Linked DNA regions of Sus scrofa: region 2 is linked to region 1. A link is a contact called in public targeted proximity ligation data. All regions are on one chromosome and are shown on one strand. The core of a region is the stretch at or near the end of the contact, and the rest is flanking DNA. Distances in the headings are between cores, read along the strand shown.

What was found.
Region 2: a targeted proximity ligation map of skeletal muscle shows a contact between it and region 1. A contact is called at or near these places in 1 of 47 Hi-C or Micro-C datasets (skeletal muscle) and 1 of 2 datasets of targeted methods (skeletal muscle).

The regions. Positions count from the first base shown.
Region 1 is chr4:101,939,083-101,946,913 of Sscrofa11.1, reverse strand. The region is part of intron 2 of TBX15 (T-box transcription factor TBX15); the gene reads right to left. Among named protein-coding and RNA genes, the nearest start is that of TBX15, 24 kb to the right of the region's middle.
Region 2 is chr4:102,500,083-102,507,913 of Sscrofa11.1, reverse strand. The region is part of intron 3 of LOC110260334 (a long non-coding RNA gene); the gene reads right to left. Among named protein-coding and RNA genes, the nearest start is that of SPAG17, 92 kb to the left of the region's middle.

The DNA of each region.
Region 1 (7,831 bases), core at 1,409-3,908:
ATCCCCAACAAAATGTATATGTTAAAGCTCTAACCCTAATGTGATGCTATTGGGAAATGAGGTCTTTGGGAGGTTAGATGAGTTCATGAGGATGGGGCCCTCATAATGGGATTAGTGCCCTTATAAGAAGGGACACCAGAGAGCCAGCCCTCTCTCTGTCTCTGTCTCTCTCCACCCTATGAGAAAACACGATGAGAAGGCACCAATCTGTAAGCCAGGAAAGGAGCTCTCACTAGAATCCAACACTGCTGGATAGACTTTAACCTCGTACTTCTCAGCCTCCAGAACTGTGAGAAATAAATGTCTGTGGTTTAAGCCACCCAATCTATGATATTTTGTTATGGCAGCCCGAGCCAACTAAGATAAGAAAAGATTGGTGTTACTAGCCTTTCCTTTTGCCTCAGGCTCCACTATCACTCCAATATTTTGATATCTAGTTCACTATGGATTTTTTCCACTTTAACTTCACTTTTTAAAATATTGTAGTCAAGTATTATTTATCTTGATTAGTGCAGTAATCACCCTCCATGAGTGATTAGTTTCTCGCCCCAGTCCTGGCCTTGCCATAGGACCGTCTAGGGCTTCACTCTGCTCCCCCAATATCCTCACATACCACTACCAGTGGCCCTCCAACACACACCACAACAAAGTAGCCAAGGCCTCATAGCTCCAGCCTGCGTTTTACGGATAGCTTGCCTTGTCAGGCAATGCGGATGTGCTCACCAACACCCTGCCAGCTCCACCAGGCCAGCCCTGCCTCTTCTGCTTTCCAATGACCTGGTTCTAACCAGGGAAATATTAAACAGAGGTCCCACCCTAGGAGAAGCAAAGACAGAAATTGGGATAGAGAGATGGCAAATTGATTCCAGGGTGGGTAGAAAACCATGACTGGTGTCCCCGTATTATAAATACTACTGAACAGAGTGTCAAACACAGAGAAAGGAAGTCTTAACAATCACCAAAAAGTATAACATCTTCCATTTACACAATGGGAAATATAGTGCAAATTCTGGTAATCTTCCCTGAAGGAGAAGGTGGGATGAGGCAGAGAAGGAGGAGTTGGAGTAGAGGAAAGAAGGTCGACAATTAGGTACCTGTTCTGCATCAGGAGCTGGGCTAGGTGCTGGCCACATTACCTCACTGAATCCTCCCAACTCCGAATGCTGGGGGATACACTCTAGCCCCATGCCAGAAAGCTTTCAGCCAAGAAGCTTTGCAGAGTCAGTACTTAGACCATCAGCTCTCCCTGTTGGAAGGCAGAAGACTGTGGCTTGCCAGGTGTGCAAGGCTTCTGCATCTGAATGTGAAATGGACGAGGTGTCTCAGGCTGGTGCCTGAGAGATGATGGTCCTTGATATTTCCAGTACCTGACCTCTGTCAGCACGGTGGGGGCTCCAGTCTCTGCAGCTGGAAAAAAAGCACACCATCCCTGCCAAGCTGAGCGGAGCCCTCCCTGGAGTTACTGCTGCTAGAGCACCTGCTGCATTACTACTGTGTTTTCCCCGTCTCCCCAAATCACCTTAACATTCTGAGCACCAGCAAAATATAGAGATTTGTTCTTCCAACCGTGTCAGTCCTACTTCCGTCTAATTCATTATTATTAACTAGAGAGTGAATGCAGTCTGGGGTGCTGTGAGACCTACGCATGGGCCAAAGGAGAAAGAGATGAAATCTCACTTCCAAACCAGAAGAAGCAGAAATATCTTCAATAAATTCAACACATCCAAAACACTCTGATTAAAACTTCTGTTAGGAGCCAATTTCTCCTCCTTGTTCGGATACCTGGAATACATTGCCTTGGGGCTGAGTGGAGAGGCACACTTCCTGCAGCTTCCCAGAGAGGAGAAGCCTTGGAGAGAAACCAGTTTCTCTGCATCTCTCCTGCACTCCAGGAAAAGACCCAGCAATTCAGAGACTGGCAAGAACAAGTGCAGCCCCGGAGGCTAACTGAAGAGGCCCAGGAACAAAACAAAACTTGAAGTGAGAGAGAAAAACAAAGAAGAGAAAAGAGGGAAGGCAGAGCAAGGGAAAAGATTGTCTGGCAGGAGCTGGTGGGTTTGAGTGAGGCAAGATGGGGACCCCTGAACTATTTCTGCCTCTGCTTTTGGCCACTTCTCCATCTTGCTGTGTTTATGGGCCTGACGTGACTTTCCACCCAAGTACACGAGGCTCGCACTGGAAAACTTGCCACCTTCCACACAGCTCAGGTTTCATCTAATTCACACCAGAAAGCTCTAGTTTCAAGAGCCCAATGCATTTTTGCAACTGGATGGAAAGAGTGATGCAAATCAGACCCAGAGAGCACCTGCAACTCTTCACTGCACTTGCACCTTCATCCCTGCTACCAGCTCTCCCATCTTTGAGGTAAGTGACTTGCTAGCCAGACTCCATGCCTGAGTTTCTTTGGGCTTTGGTGTCCACAGCTGTCAGCTTCCCAAGACCCTAGAAGAGCCAGTCCCGACAAGAATCAAAGGTTACATAACAAGGTGGGGTGACCAGGAGGCCAAACTGGAGAATGAAAGGAAGGGTGCAGGAAGGCATGCCAGGGCAGGACGCGCAGGGTTGTCATTTATAGGACATGACACAGCCTCCCGAGCAGGCTAGCGTGTGAGCCGGCAGAGTTTCCCTCGGGATCAGGCCTTGGTGTTCTGAAGCTGAGTGGGTATGAGCAAATAGGGACAAGTGGCCATTCTGACTCAACGCTACCAAATGTCTGCCACTCATTGCTTTGAAGGGAGGAGAGCGGGCAGAAACCAAGATGTGATCAACGCACAAGTGGCTGGAAGTACAATTTGGTCATCCTGGGCTTGGGCCAGCCCATCCTCTTGGCGTGAGGGAGGAACAATTTGTTACTGCTGCTGTCATGGACACAGGGCAGCCATAGCCAGAGACCTGCAGGTACCAGTAGCAGCAGAGACTGGGAACAGAAGAAGGGGGTGGCCGTGGTCCTGGGCTCTGGGGGCAGTAGGAGAGCAGCAGCTCACAGGCACCAGGAATTCATGCAAGGTCTTCCTTCATCCAGGCTCTGGTAGGAATCAGAAGATTAAAAACAACTTCCTGGCTCTTTCTCAAGCCAAGCTGGGTCAGGCGTTCCTGCTCTGTACAGAACACACACTCCGTCAAAACACTTATCCTGTATCACATTCATCTGCTTGCATATCTGTCTTCGTGAGAACAGGGACTGTGTGTATTCACATTTTCCTTCCAGCACCTAGCAGCCTGTCTGCCTAAGATAATGCTTGTGAAATGGTGAATGAACTACTCTAGGATTAAAGTGGGATTCACTCCCTCCACTGAAACTGAAGGGGTGCTGCTGTGTCGTAGAGCAGTCTCCATGCGGGCACTGTACAGCTGGCATAAGGCAGCCGCTTTCGCTAGGGCAAAGGAGCATCACTCCCGGCTTACTCGTCACAGCCGTGTGACCTAACCTATCCTAACTCATCTCTGAGCTCCCCTTTCTCTTTCCCCATTCCACCCTTCATCATCTTACTTATTACTGCTACATGGATCTTCCCAAGGCATAGCCCTTGATGGTGAAACATCTGCTAAGGTTAATTGATTCACTAACTACAGATGCCTTTGTGTAATTCTTTTAACAGACCTCAATAGATAAGAACATTGAAGTCAAGAGGAGTTAAGCAACCTGCTCAAGTTTTCAGGGCCAGTAAGGGACAAAAATCACAATTCAAAGCCAGCCAAAGCTTATAACCACTATCCTTGAAATCTCGCATAGTACCTCTTCATTTACCCTTTGTGTCTAGCTTTTAAAGTCCTTACCACAGAGACCATTCCTCACTCATCTACACACACTCAGTGTTCAATGAATAGTTGCTGAATTTAATTGAATGGGCTATTTGTCTTAGGCCTCTTGTAAAAACAACCTACAGAGCCTACGCGTGGGTCAAGAAGGCAGAGCACTGGACTGAACGAGCAGCCCCGGATCACAACTGCTCACAGCCATTCTTTGGAGAAAGGTGGGAACCGTCGTGTAGGAATCATGCTCTGGGTCGCCCTCCAGGCCTTTCCAGTGGTTCCACCTCTTTCTACTACAGGAAGGGATAAACACCCTTCATATATTTCCTCTCGCCCCTGACTGCAAGGAAAACAGTAACACTAATTAGTTATAACAGGGTGTTCATTTCACACAGTTCTCAGCAGGTTGCCCTGCTGTTCTTTGAAATGGTCTGGAAACAGCCTTGATTTTAAACATCTGAAGATAATTGAACCAAAGTTGCACCCAGAAACCCTGAGTGACATGCCTTTTATTCTCTCCCTCACTAACAAGAACTGTTTGCTGCCATTTCTTATTGACTCAACACCTTGAAAGCCTCCGGCCCTGATGACTTGCACCCCAGGATCCTAAAAGAATAAGTTAAAGTAATGATTGGTAATAAATGGAGGAGCAGGGACGCCTGAGAGATTAAACAAAACCCGATGCCTGTTTAAAGGGAAGAAGAAATTGCCCTACAGCCCTATAAACTTAATTTCAGTACCTGGGAAAAAATAGGGAAGTTGCAGGGCGAGCTGAAAAGAATTTATGACAAGATCAATTTGCAAACGTTTTTCAAAGACAAGGATATTAGTTAACAAAGATGGAAACATTTTCTAATATCTTGTTGGCAAGTGGGTGGGAAAATAGGCTGTCATGCCCTGTGGGTGGAAGTGTAAATTGCACAACCTTTTTCGGGGGGCAATTTGGGAACATCCATCAAAATTTTAAATGACCTAACGTCAACTGTACAGCTCTACTTCTAGACTTTATTCCATAAATGCTACAACAGGACTGCCCCCCAAATACTCAAGGAGCTTTATTTATAGAACCAAATCCCTGAAAACCTAGAGGCCCAGTACAATAATTTGGATAAAATTTATGATGGATCCACAAATACAGAATACTATGGGACTTTTAAAACAGCAGGAAGGAGGGAAGCTGTATGTCTAATTAACCATCTCCAGTATAACAGTTTGAACCTAACTTCATAAAGTCCGAAGTACTGTGTGTGTTACAGCACAATTTGTGTTTTCATGTTAATGGTTTGTATATACACAAATGTAAATGTGTGTGTATAATGATTCATAGACATCATTCATATAATGACTCATAGACATCATACCTATATCTAGAATGATGCAAAGCAAAATGGTGACAGGGATGGATCCAGGGAGGCCAGGAGTCTGGGAGACTAGGAGACGAGGGATGGGAGATTACATTTTCACTTTAGGCTTTTCAGTGATTCCTCTTCAGGCTATTTAATTTTTTTAACATGCAGACAAATTATTTGAGTTTTTGCAAATTCATAAGCAAAAGAGAAGAATAAGTCCCAACCATCACAGCCTATTACAGAACAGAATCTTGCAGGATAACATGATCGTCTAAGACGCAGAGGTGGGCAGGAGTGTAACAGGAAAAGTACAGAACCTACTTTGTGATTCTTGAGGCTTTGATTCAGGAAAACCTACAAACACAAGAGGGTTGACCCTGTGATACTTACGATGTCAACCTTCAAATACAAACTCACCGAATACCAAGGGATACAGACGGACAACAACTGCTCACTAAGCTACACATTTATTTTGTAAGGAATCTGCAAGTGATCAACACGATGTTAACCAGTATGTTTGTTTAATATTGTTTGGATTGAGTCAAGCCTCTCACTGGATCATTTCAAAACTAAAGGACCAAAAATGACCCCATGATTGGTGGTCATTCCAGATTTCATAGTGGTAGGAATACTGGGTAAAAATGAAAGAAATGACCTGTACGTGGAAGGATTATTAGGCGATACTTCAATCAAGATAACTTCAAAGAATGTGTTTACCACCATCTAGCTCAGGGCTTATGTTCTCCATATGCTTGACAGACATAGCTGTAGTCCATCAAAACAGCAGCTCATCGGCCAAGTCCATGGATCCTATCCATCAGAGAAGTGAAAGAGAGGGACTAGTGGAAGATAAAATAGACAAAGCGGTTGTTTAAAGCCATGTAGACAAAGGAAAAGGTTAACCAAAAGGTGCACTTTCAAACTTGGGTGATACTGAACGTGGTGTTTCATTCAGGTCTACATAGCATTCTAAGAGTTGCAAATGCTGGGCAGAGCTCCCTGAGTTAACCTGCATAAAATTAAATTTAATTCTAATTTAATTCACTTCCAGAATGGTATTCTGTTGCCAATGTAAAAACCCTGAAGGGGTTTCCTTTTCCGTGACCTCTGTAAAATAACAAGTTGTATTTGCCACAACCAGGAAAACATCCTGAGCCTCATTTGCCTAGGGAGGCTGTCATCAGATCTTAACTTACTGCCCTGCGTTATTTCAATAGCCACAAGTCATTCCTATTAAAACAAAAAGTAATTTTCTGTCCTTGCTACAATAATGAATGTTCCCAGTTATGACATTTATTCAGGTGCTGGCAGAACTGTTACAATAGCTTTAAAAAATACAAGGTCCAGAGCACTCATTTAATCTGCCAAACATGCATTAATCAGTCCCTTGTCTCCCAGGCATTCTGAAGAAAAAGGTGGTATTGAACAGTAGTTTCCATACCTGTTGCCTTTCAAAGTCTTCTGAATTTTTTTCCTTTAAAAAAAATACTTTGTACAGAGCTGTATTTATTTAGTTATTTACTTCATCTTTTTAGGGCTGCACCTGCAGCACATGGAAGTTCCCAGGCTTGGGGTCAAATCGGAACTGAGCTGCAGCTGTCAGCCTACACCACAGGCACAGCAATGCCAGATCTTAGCCTCATCTGTGACCTATACCACAGCTCACAGAACTACTGGATCCCTAGCCCACTGAGCAAGGCCAGAGATTGAGCTCAAGTCCTCATGGATACTAGTTGGATTCATTAACCACTGAGTCATAATGCGAACTCCCTGAGAATTTTTCTCAAACACAGACTTCACCCTCTCCTCCCTATTCAGATCTGAAAGGAGCATTTGGACTGGGGCCCCAGAAACCCTCCTGGTAACTCACCTTTCAGGTGCATCAAGCTTAGCATAGAACCTCCTTTGGTGTATGGTGTCATTAAAAGACCCAGGTAGGCACATCAGAGGAGAAAAGTTGATGGCAGTGCGGGCTTAACAGTTTCTGGAGAAATCAAAGAAAGCTGAGTACGGACTAACTAAAACGATATCAAGAAATTAGTATCAATCACGTTATATGTGATGATGGTGCTGGATTTAGGTCAGAAAATGACCCTTCTTTGAGGTCTGCTCCAGGACTGAAGTAGTTTGGGATGAAATAAGCTAATGTCTGAGGTTTGCTTTAGAATGCTCCAGCAAAAAAAAGTAAAAAGAGAGAAGGGGACAAGCAAAGATATTGACGGCGTTGAAGGTTGGGTGATGGGCTCAAGAAGGTTCATGGTACTTTCACGCTGAGCAATTTTCATAATAAAACGTCTCTTAATTGTCCAAAAGACAACAGTAATAACCAGAACGCATCTCCGCCACACAAGGCTATTTTCTACCTGCTCCTTCAGTCAATAGGGCCCACATCTTTGCGAAATGGAAAGAGCTCAATCTGTGTGGCTGTTCAGGGGCCACACAGGCACCCCTGAGAGATAGCTGGTTGGCATGATGCATCTTCCCCCATTTCCAGGAAGGGATAAAGATGCTCAGAGGGCAAATGGTTTACCTGCATTGCCCACTGCCTGCTACCAACAGAAGGTGCCTGACATTTTTCCCTCATAGGAAGGAGTCTTTCCGTTCAATCTCCTACTCCGCAAATGGAATTAGGGCCTTTCCCTAATCATAACTTCAGCAATGTTTAGAAGCTGACCTTTATAAAGTATTTTTAATTTTTCTTTAAGTAATTCCCTGAAAATAGACACTTT
Region 2 (7,831 bases), core at 3,029-5,528, 560 kb before region 1:
ATGGGGATATTTAAGCTGCAGGGTGAGAGTTTCTGCTGAGTCACTGCTCCCCCAGGAAGCCAGGGCACTTCTTAGGTAGTTTCTGGACTCTGTCTCAGCCAGGTCTCCAGGGTCTAACATTCCAATCCCTTCTATTGGCCATGACCACGGAAATACTTGGTGTATTTATTTCCTCGGTCCCTTGCTCCCTGTTATCAAATCTCTCTAAGAGAGCCTGTCTGTTCACCTACTGACCCCCTATGTCTCTCCTGCTTGCAGGAACTGGTTTCCCATTTTTATGGTCCCGGATTAATATATCCTTGGTCTCACACATTTTCAGACCCACCGTACACTTGATCTTTGGAACCTATTGAATCTCTGATTATGATATTGTACCACAAAGGTGGGGTTTCTTAAAAATCATGAGCTTCTTTACCTTAAGGTGCTTGGGACCTAGGTACAGAGGCAAGTTAATTCTTTGTAAAGATCGCAAGGGATGTTCGCATACCAAATTCAGATTTTCTGCTTTTCGTAAGAGTTCAGAGAAGTGAGATCTTGCTGAGAGAAACACAGTAGAAACAGATTCAAGGAGCTGCATGGAGAGAGAGTAGGTTGGAACCTGGAGAATGGTCAGGTGGAGAGGAGAGGAGGGGCGTCCCTGACAGAGAAGAACAGAGAGGGACGCAGAGGAGGAGCGTGCTCAGTGTGTATAAAGAGATGGAGCTGGTGGGAACTGAGAGGTCGAAGTGCTTCACTCAGACAACTGAGAAGAAATGCTTCCTTTGCTTCTCTCATCAGACACTCCGGGCAGGAAGAAATGCCACACAGCACAGACTTCCTTCCAGTCTGTGTGTCTGTTTCCTGTGACCAGGCATCTAGGGAGCACATTCTTTTAGGGAACTGCCTGCCACAGCTGGGAGCAAGGGAGCCCCGCAGCCTTGGCCAGAGATAAGCCCCTCGACTGCACAGAGGTCCTCGTGAGTTTCCCCCTTTACTTTTTCAAGGGTTTGAAGGAGAAAGTGTTATTGCATCCTTGGTGTGATGATAAAAGGCATCGAGATTTAATCCACAGATTGACAAAATGGAGCAGACCGAAGTATCTGCTTGGAGCTGAGAACCCCCAGGAATGTCCGAAGTACCATTTAATAAGGAGCACTCAGAGCTGATTTGCTTTCTGAAATGTCACCGTACAGAGAAGCTTCCACCAACACTCTCAGCCAGGTATGCCCGGGCTGGAGACAGCCCTCGGGTCCTGGACAGGCCGCCAAGTTCTATAAATCAGTGCTAAGTCATGTAGTCAGATGTCTCCATGGTGTTTGCACGATACCATCCCAGGAATCCAGCCCGGGATTTTCCTGCAAGCTGCAGGGGGTTTGGGTTTCCCAGAAAACTCACTGTCCCCTCAGCTCCTCCCCTGTAAGTGCCAGAGACATCACCATCATCATCGTCTTTTATTGAGTGCCTACTATGTGTGAGGTGCTTTACAGATATTATTGTTAATCTTCTCAACAATCCCATCCCATCGGATAGGCATTATTACCTCAATTTTATAGACAATGGAATTGAGACATGGTGTGATCAAATCACTTGCCAGAGGCATAAAATTAGTAAGTTAGAAACTAGATGTCCCTCCCTCCTTCCTGTGATTCCTTTCAGCTTCTAACTTTCCACTTGTGTGTGTGTGTGTGTGTGTGCGCGCGCGCGCACGTGCATGCACGTGTACTTGTGTGCAAGTGAGTGAGAGATAAAGGTATTTTTTGAGTTTGTTTCTTAACTTGCATGTATTTGCTGGCACTGGTTTATTTCACAAATGTTTCTCTCCACCAACATGCCAAAAATTACATATCTTAGTTCTTAATTGTTTCTGACATAAGTGACTCTTAGCCAAAGTGGAAACTGAATCGAAAAATAATGGTAATTTTTGAGGCTAAAATTCTGGCTAGAAAGCAAAGTGAGACTTCTGGTCTCAGGATGACAGAAAAGCTCATACGTAAGTTAGGATCAACCTAAGAGCGGCATTAAAGGAACAACAAACAAATGTCAAAAGTCCCTTACGTCACGCCCGGCAGAGCCCACGCTCAGACCCTTTGATTCCACTGCTTCCCTGACACGTGGGGAACCATCACTGGGTCTTAGCATTCCAGGCCCCATATTCAAGAGGTTGACTTTGTGTTTAGCTAGCCCCAATCACTGTATATACTGCATCCCTGTCTCTCCCTCTTTCTTTCTTCGATAGATAGACATCCAAAGCCAGGCACCACGCTAGAGAGCCCCAGGAAATAATGAACACAACTAGCATGGTCCTTGCAGTCCCTGGGGGGAAGAGACCCACAGACACTAAGATGTAATCAGGAAAGCAGAGGGTGCTCAGGGGGACAGATTTGGTCAGCGAAGGCTTCCTCCACCAAAATACACCTGAGACCTGAAGGACCAGGTAACACTAGCCGCGTCGGAGCACAGAGTCTGAAAAGTCTGGAAAAGGCCAGAGAGGGAAAGGCTCGGCTTAGCTGGCTGTCTCATTCTGTCTGTTCACCACTGGTACGTGAGTGTGGCAGAGGGTCTAACAGGTTCGCTTTTAACTTTTTAAATGAAGAAGTATCAGAATTCAAGGCATATCAGAATTCCTGTGGTCTCTAAGAATGTCACAAAAACACTGACGCAAGAGAGGTCCACAGAGGAAGCATAAGCTTGGAACCTGCCTTGGGAGGAATGGAATACCAGTTTTCTGGAAGGAGCTTGGGGCCCACAAGGGAGAGACTGTGTGGCAAGGTTTCATTCTGAACCGCATGGGGCTACTCTCAGCACGTCAGGCTGCGTCTAATTTAGGGCTGTGACTACGACCTCTGCCACAGAAGACGACTAGAAAAACAGCCCCAGGTTGACCTTGGGGATAAGAGCGGCGGTGATTCAGGCATGAAATCAGATTTAGCTTATGACAGCTCCTTGTAGCCACTGATCATCATAAAGAAATTCTAGTTCAGGATACGAAGCCTTCAGGGACAGCACCTGAGGCGTTAGACACACTCAGTGTTTGAGCTCTGGTCTGAGTCCAGGGGCAGAGTCAGGACGAGGCGGACCAGCTTTCGGTTTATCGAGGTTTCCAACACACAGCCTGTTACTAAGGGTCTAATCATATAAGAAGCTCAATATTAACACAAGGCTCAGGCAGGGCTTCAAAGTCAATGTTATTAAGAACCTTTCCTAGTTGTCCAAGTTCACCATTTCATGAATTTCTTTTCCTTCCTCTTCCTCTCCCTCCCTTCTCCGTTAAAATAACATAAAAATGTATCTCATAAGTTGAATGCTTCGTATGTGCCACACGTTATAAAGGAGCTATAAGGCACTCTCGAGCTCACAGTTCACGTGACTGCTCTCTGGAGTCAAATTTACGCTGTGGAGTAAATTCATCTCTAATTTCACTGAATTTAGAGATGAGGAAACTGAGATGGATAATGAATATGTTCATTGCAAGTGGACACACAGACAGTCACGCCAACCTGAACTGGGATTTAAACCCATTCTTGTCTGAAATCTCATGTCTGCGCTATTAACATCTGTGGCTGAGCAATTAAAATATACATGCTGGCCGCACTGCCTGCCTGCTGTCCCAGGTGCTTCCTCCACTAGAAGCCAGGGACCAGCTTTCCCAGTTCTTCTCTCTGCGGATGCACTAAGCAATGCGTGGAGCACATGGTAGGATGTCAGTAAATGGGAGGCCTGGTCTCAATTTACCCCTGCCATACAAACTGCAGGATTTTGCACCATTCTGCAGCTCACCTTCTAAGGACAGGTCTTGCTCCCATTACAGGCCTGAGCACCCATTCCAGAGAGCTCCCTGTCCCTGGGACAATAGGGACAAGGGAAGGGAAAGCCATAAATTAGGCCAGGGGAGCGAGGCAGGGGAACATAGATACAAACTGCTGACAAGATTAATATGCAGTTGACGGGGAGCGCTTTCACACCCGAGTGCCAACAAATAAACACAATTCAGAAAGCTCATCCCTGCCTTACCGAGGAGGCAGATTCCGAGCCAAAGAAAGGGAGCAAATGAGCAAGAGAAAGAGAAAGAGAGGCATGCGTGTGCATGGGCCTGGTTTGCCAGGAATTCCTCCGACACCAGCAGATGGCTGAGGGGTGACAGAAGCAGCAGGCCCTGTGATTATACATTTTCTGACCTAAACCAGGCCAAGGAGAGGCAGGGCCGGGCCCTGCAGGGGAGGTAGGTTTGAGGACATGGAGTGCATGCTGAAACTTAGTGCCTTTTCTGGGCACAGCCTGCCCTGTGCTGCCAGCTAAGGCAGGTGTCATTTCTCACAGGAGTCAGCAGACCTGCGGGCCTTTGGCTGGACTCCGATAGGCTGTGTCACTCCCTGTGGTAATGAATGGGACCTCGGCAGGCTCCGGCTGCTTCAGAGATGGGAACCAATTCTTCCTTTTTTTTTTTTTTTTTTTTTAAATGAGGTTGAACCATATGAGACTGCCGTTTTTGAAGGTCAGGAGTGCGTGAATATTAGCAGTTTCAAGGGGTTCATGATAAGAGTGAAGGCTTTCACACCCAGGCGTCGATTTTAAAATTGAGGCTCTTACCTACCATGCTACAGAGTATTGCCAGGTAATTCTTGCTTGAACATAAAATCCAGACATTGAGCTGGCCTAAAGGATATTTCACGATCTGACCTTTGCTTAGCTGGCTAGTTGCTCTCTCTGCAGCAAAATTCAACTTTTGGCCACTCAGCTGTTACCTTCAGGTTACTGATTCTTTGTGTGTAGTCTTTCCTCTTCCTGGAATCCTCACCTCCCCCTCTTTTCTTCCTGATGTATCATTCCATCCTTCAGGCCTTCACCGTCATAGCGGTTACTGTGCTCTACTGGAACCCCTGGGCAGTGAGCAACTGTTAGTCTTGTGCCCTACTGCTTAGCATCTAGTTAAATGCCTGGCACACAGATGGAGGGATGAATGAATGATTGAGTGACTGAATTACATGTATCACCACCCCCTCCCCCAAACACACACCTTCTTTCTATGGCTAACTTGCTATTCCAAATTAAATAATTCTCTGTCTCACCACATGGATGTCCAGTTTCAGAAAAACTTCTTGACTTTGGCTAGTACTCTGCTATAGAGTTTGGTGATGCACAGACTGTAAGCCAGGAGAACAAGTTAGAAAATTCAAGAACATTAAACATACCCTGAGGACCTAGCTCAGCTCTAGGTTTTGCATACAGTACAGTAAGTTTCTCATTTTTGTGTTCGGTTTATCCTGTGGAGCCTGGCTTTCATTGGCAGAATTTTCCAGAAGTATCACTAACATAAATAAACAAAGCCCCTTGGAGGCACTTATCACTAATGTAAACAAATAAAGCCTTTAGAGGCACTAGCTACAGATTCTGATGCTGGTTATAGATACTGGAGCTGTTACTGCTGGTGATTGGGAAAGCTCAAATTATTGCATAAGCTTTGCTTAGTTGGATTTACATAATAGTCTTCCCCTGAAGAGAAAGTTATGGAAGAAAATGGCTTCTCAGCAGTGAATCTTTTTGAAGGATTAAATTTGAACCCTCCTGTTTCTGCTAAAGCATGTTGTGCTGTGTAGACAGAAGATTCTGTAAACTACACGTGCTATACAAACATTCGTCGAAATTGGGCAAAGGAGGTGATAATGAGCTCCCTGACAGCAGAAGCCCAGGATCAGATGCTGGGTATTATCTGTCAGGCATGTTGGAAAAAGCACCTCTGGAATAAACCAATTCTAAGAGCCCCTTCAACCCAAGATTTTATAATTCTATAGTTATAAGTTCTACACCCACCCATTTGGGCTATTAGCTTGGTATATAATTTTAATGTAAATATACATATACACATCAATTTAAATAGACTCATATTTAATGCTATTTGCAAACTATTTTGATCACAATATATCATGAACGTATTATCATGTCAGTCTATTTATTCTATAACTTTGTTCTTAATGGATTTATAGTATCCAATATATTTCATAATTTAACCAAGATCCTGATTTTTTTTTTTTTGTATGTGTGTATTCTTTAGGGCTGCATCTGTGGCATATGGAAGATCCAGGCTAGGAATCCAATCCATCCTGGATGCAGCCGCCATCCTATGCCAGAGCCACAGCAACGTGGGATCCAAGCTGCGTCTACAACGTATGCCACAGCTCATGGCACTGCTAGAGCCTAATCCACTGAGCAAAGCCAGGGACTGAACCCACATCCTCATGGATACTAGTTGGGTTCATAACCTGCTGAGCCACAAAGGGAACTCCCTAAAATCCTGATTTTTAACAGAAGGGTTTTCCCCCTTACTTGTTAATATTATCAATAGCATCAATGAATACCTCTGCCTAAATTTTGTGAATGTCTTTATTTTTTTTAATTTAAACTGTAAAGTCAAGGTATGTCACTTTTCCAGGATTTTGATGACTACTGAGAGATGGCCCTTCAGAAAGATGGTACAATTTAGATCCCACCAGCAATCATACTGTGACTCTTGACCATGACTTTCTGGCAATAGAAATCTGTCACATGAGACATCCCAGGAGATTGGGTTGCCTGTGTCTGATCCTCTCTAGAACAGGCTCTCCTCCTACAGTAGAAGAGAATTAAAGGAAGGCAGGAAACACACTCAGTAATTAAATGCACGGGTGTAAGAGTTAGACTTTGGTTCAAACTCTGACTTCACCATCTACTAGTTCAACAACTTTAAGTTACTTAACCTCTCCTAACTGGTTTCCTTGTCTGTAAAAGGACAGATTCAACTTTGCAGGGTGTTTCTGTCTTTTTGTTCTTTCACGAAGTAGATACATATAAAGGACTTAACGCGGCAGACAAATAGTAGCTGTTTTTTAACCATTAGCCAATATTTTATTATACTACGTCTAGTCACTTATTCTTCACAACAACTCTTTCTCCTAACTGAACCATGCATGAGCTGGGACAAGAAGGGAGAAAGGGAGAGGAAGGACTCAGGCTGTTCCAGAAAAGGGTTTTTAGGGTGTGGAAATATGTCTTTATCTTGTTGGGCAGCCTTTCCCCTTTGAGCCCTACCTTTCCCTCTAGAATTCGCAGCAGTTGGGGAAAGCCCTCCACCTGCCAGTGTCACTTGGGGTTTCACTGCTTTTGCAAGCTTTCTGCCTGTCGCCTCTCCTTGCTCTAAAGGCAGCTCTGCTGACCTTGAGGGTCCAGGACATAGTGTTGATCCCAGGAAAGACAGTAATAGTTTTGTTGACAGATACTTTTCAACAGCTGTATGGTATCTGGGAGGCTGAGAGAAGAGGTGGGAGGAGAGTGACTCAGGGTTAACCCCTTCTTGGCCCCAACAGTGTTCCCTTCATAAGAAACCCTTGGAATGATGGAATTTCCTTTGACTTTCAGAGCTGTTTTTTGTTTGTTTGTTTGTTTGTTTGTTTAAACAGACGCCCAGTCATTTTCTTACAAAAGCAAAGTAATGGCTAAGGTTCAGAAACACAACACAAAATTTTTAAAGCATTTGAAAGCACTATTCTTGGGAGAATACAGAATAAGGGGCCACTTTGAGAACGAGAGGATCCTGAAATGCCCTGGGATTCTACCATTGCACCTTCAAGGCATCTTTGACCTGCAGAGGATGAGATATGAGTCCTAAATTTAGAAGAGTGAGCATAATTTATTTTGTTAAATTTCATTCCAGTTTTCATAGTAGATAATATTCACATGTGGTTCCTATAGTCATTTTCCTATTTATTACTCATAATGTATGTGCGATCATAGCCAAGGCTGCTTTTAAAAAATTATTAAAGTGCTTTAAGTGCATGACATTTCAAGTGCTAATCCAGTGGGACCTTTTATAATGTTGAGG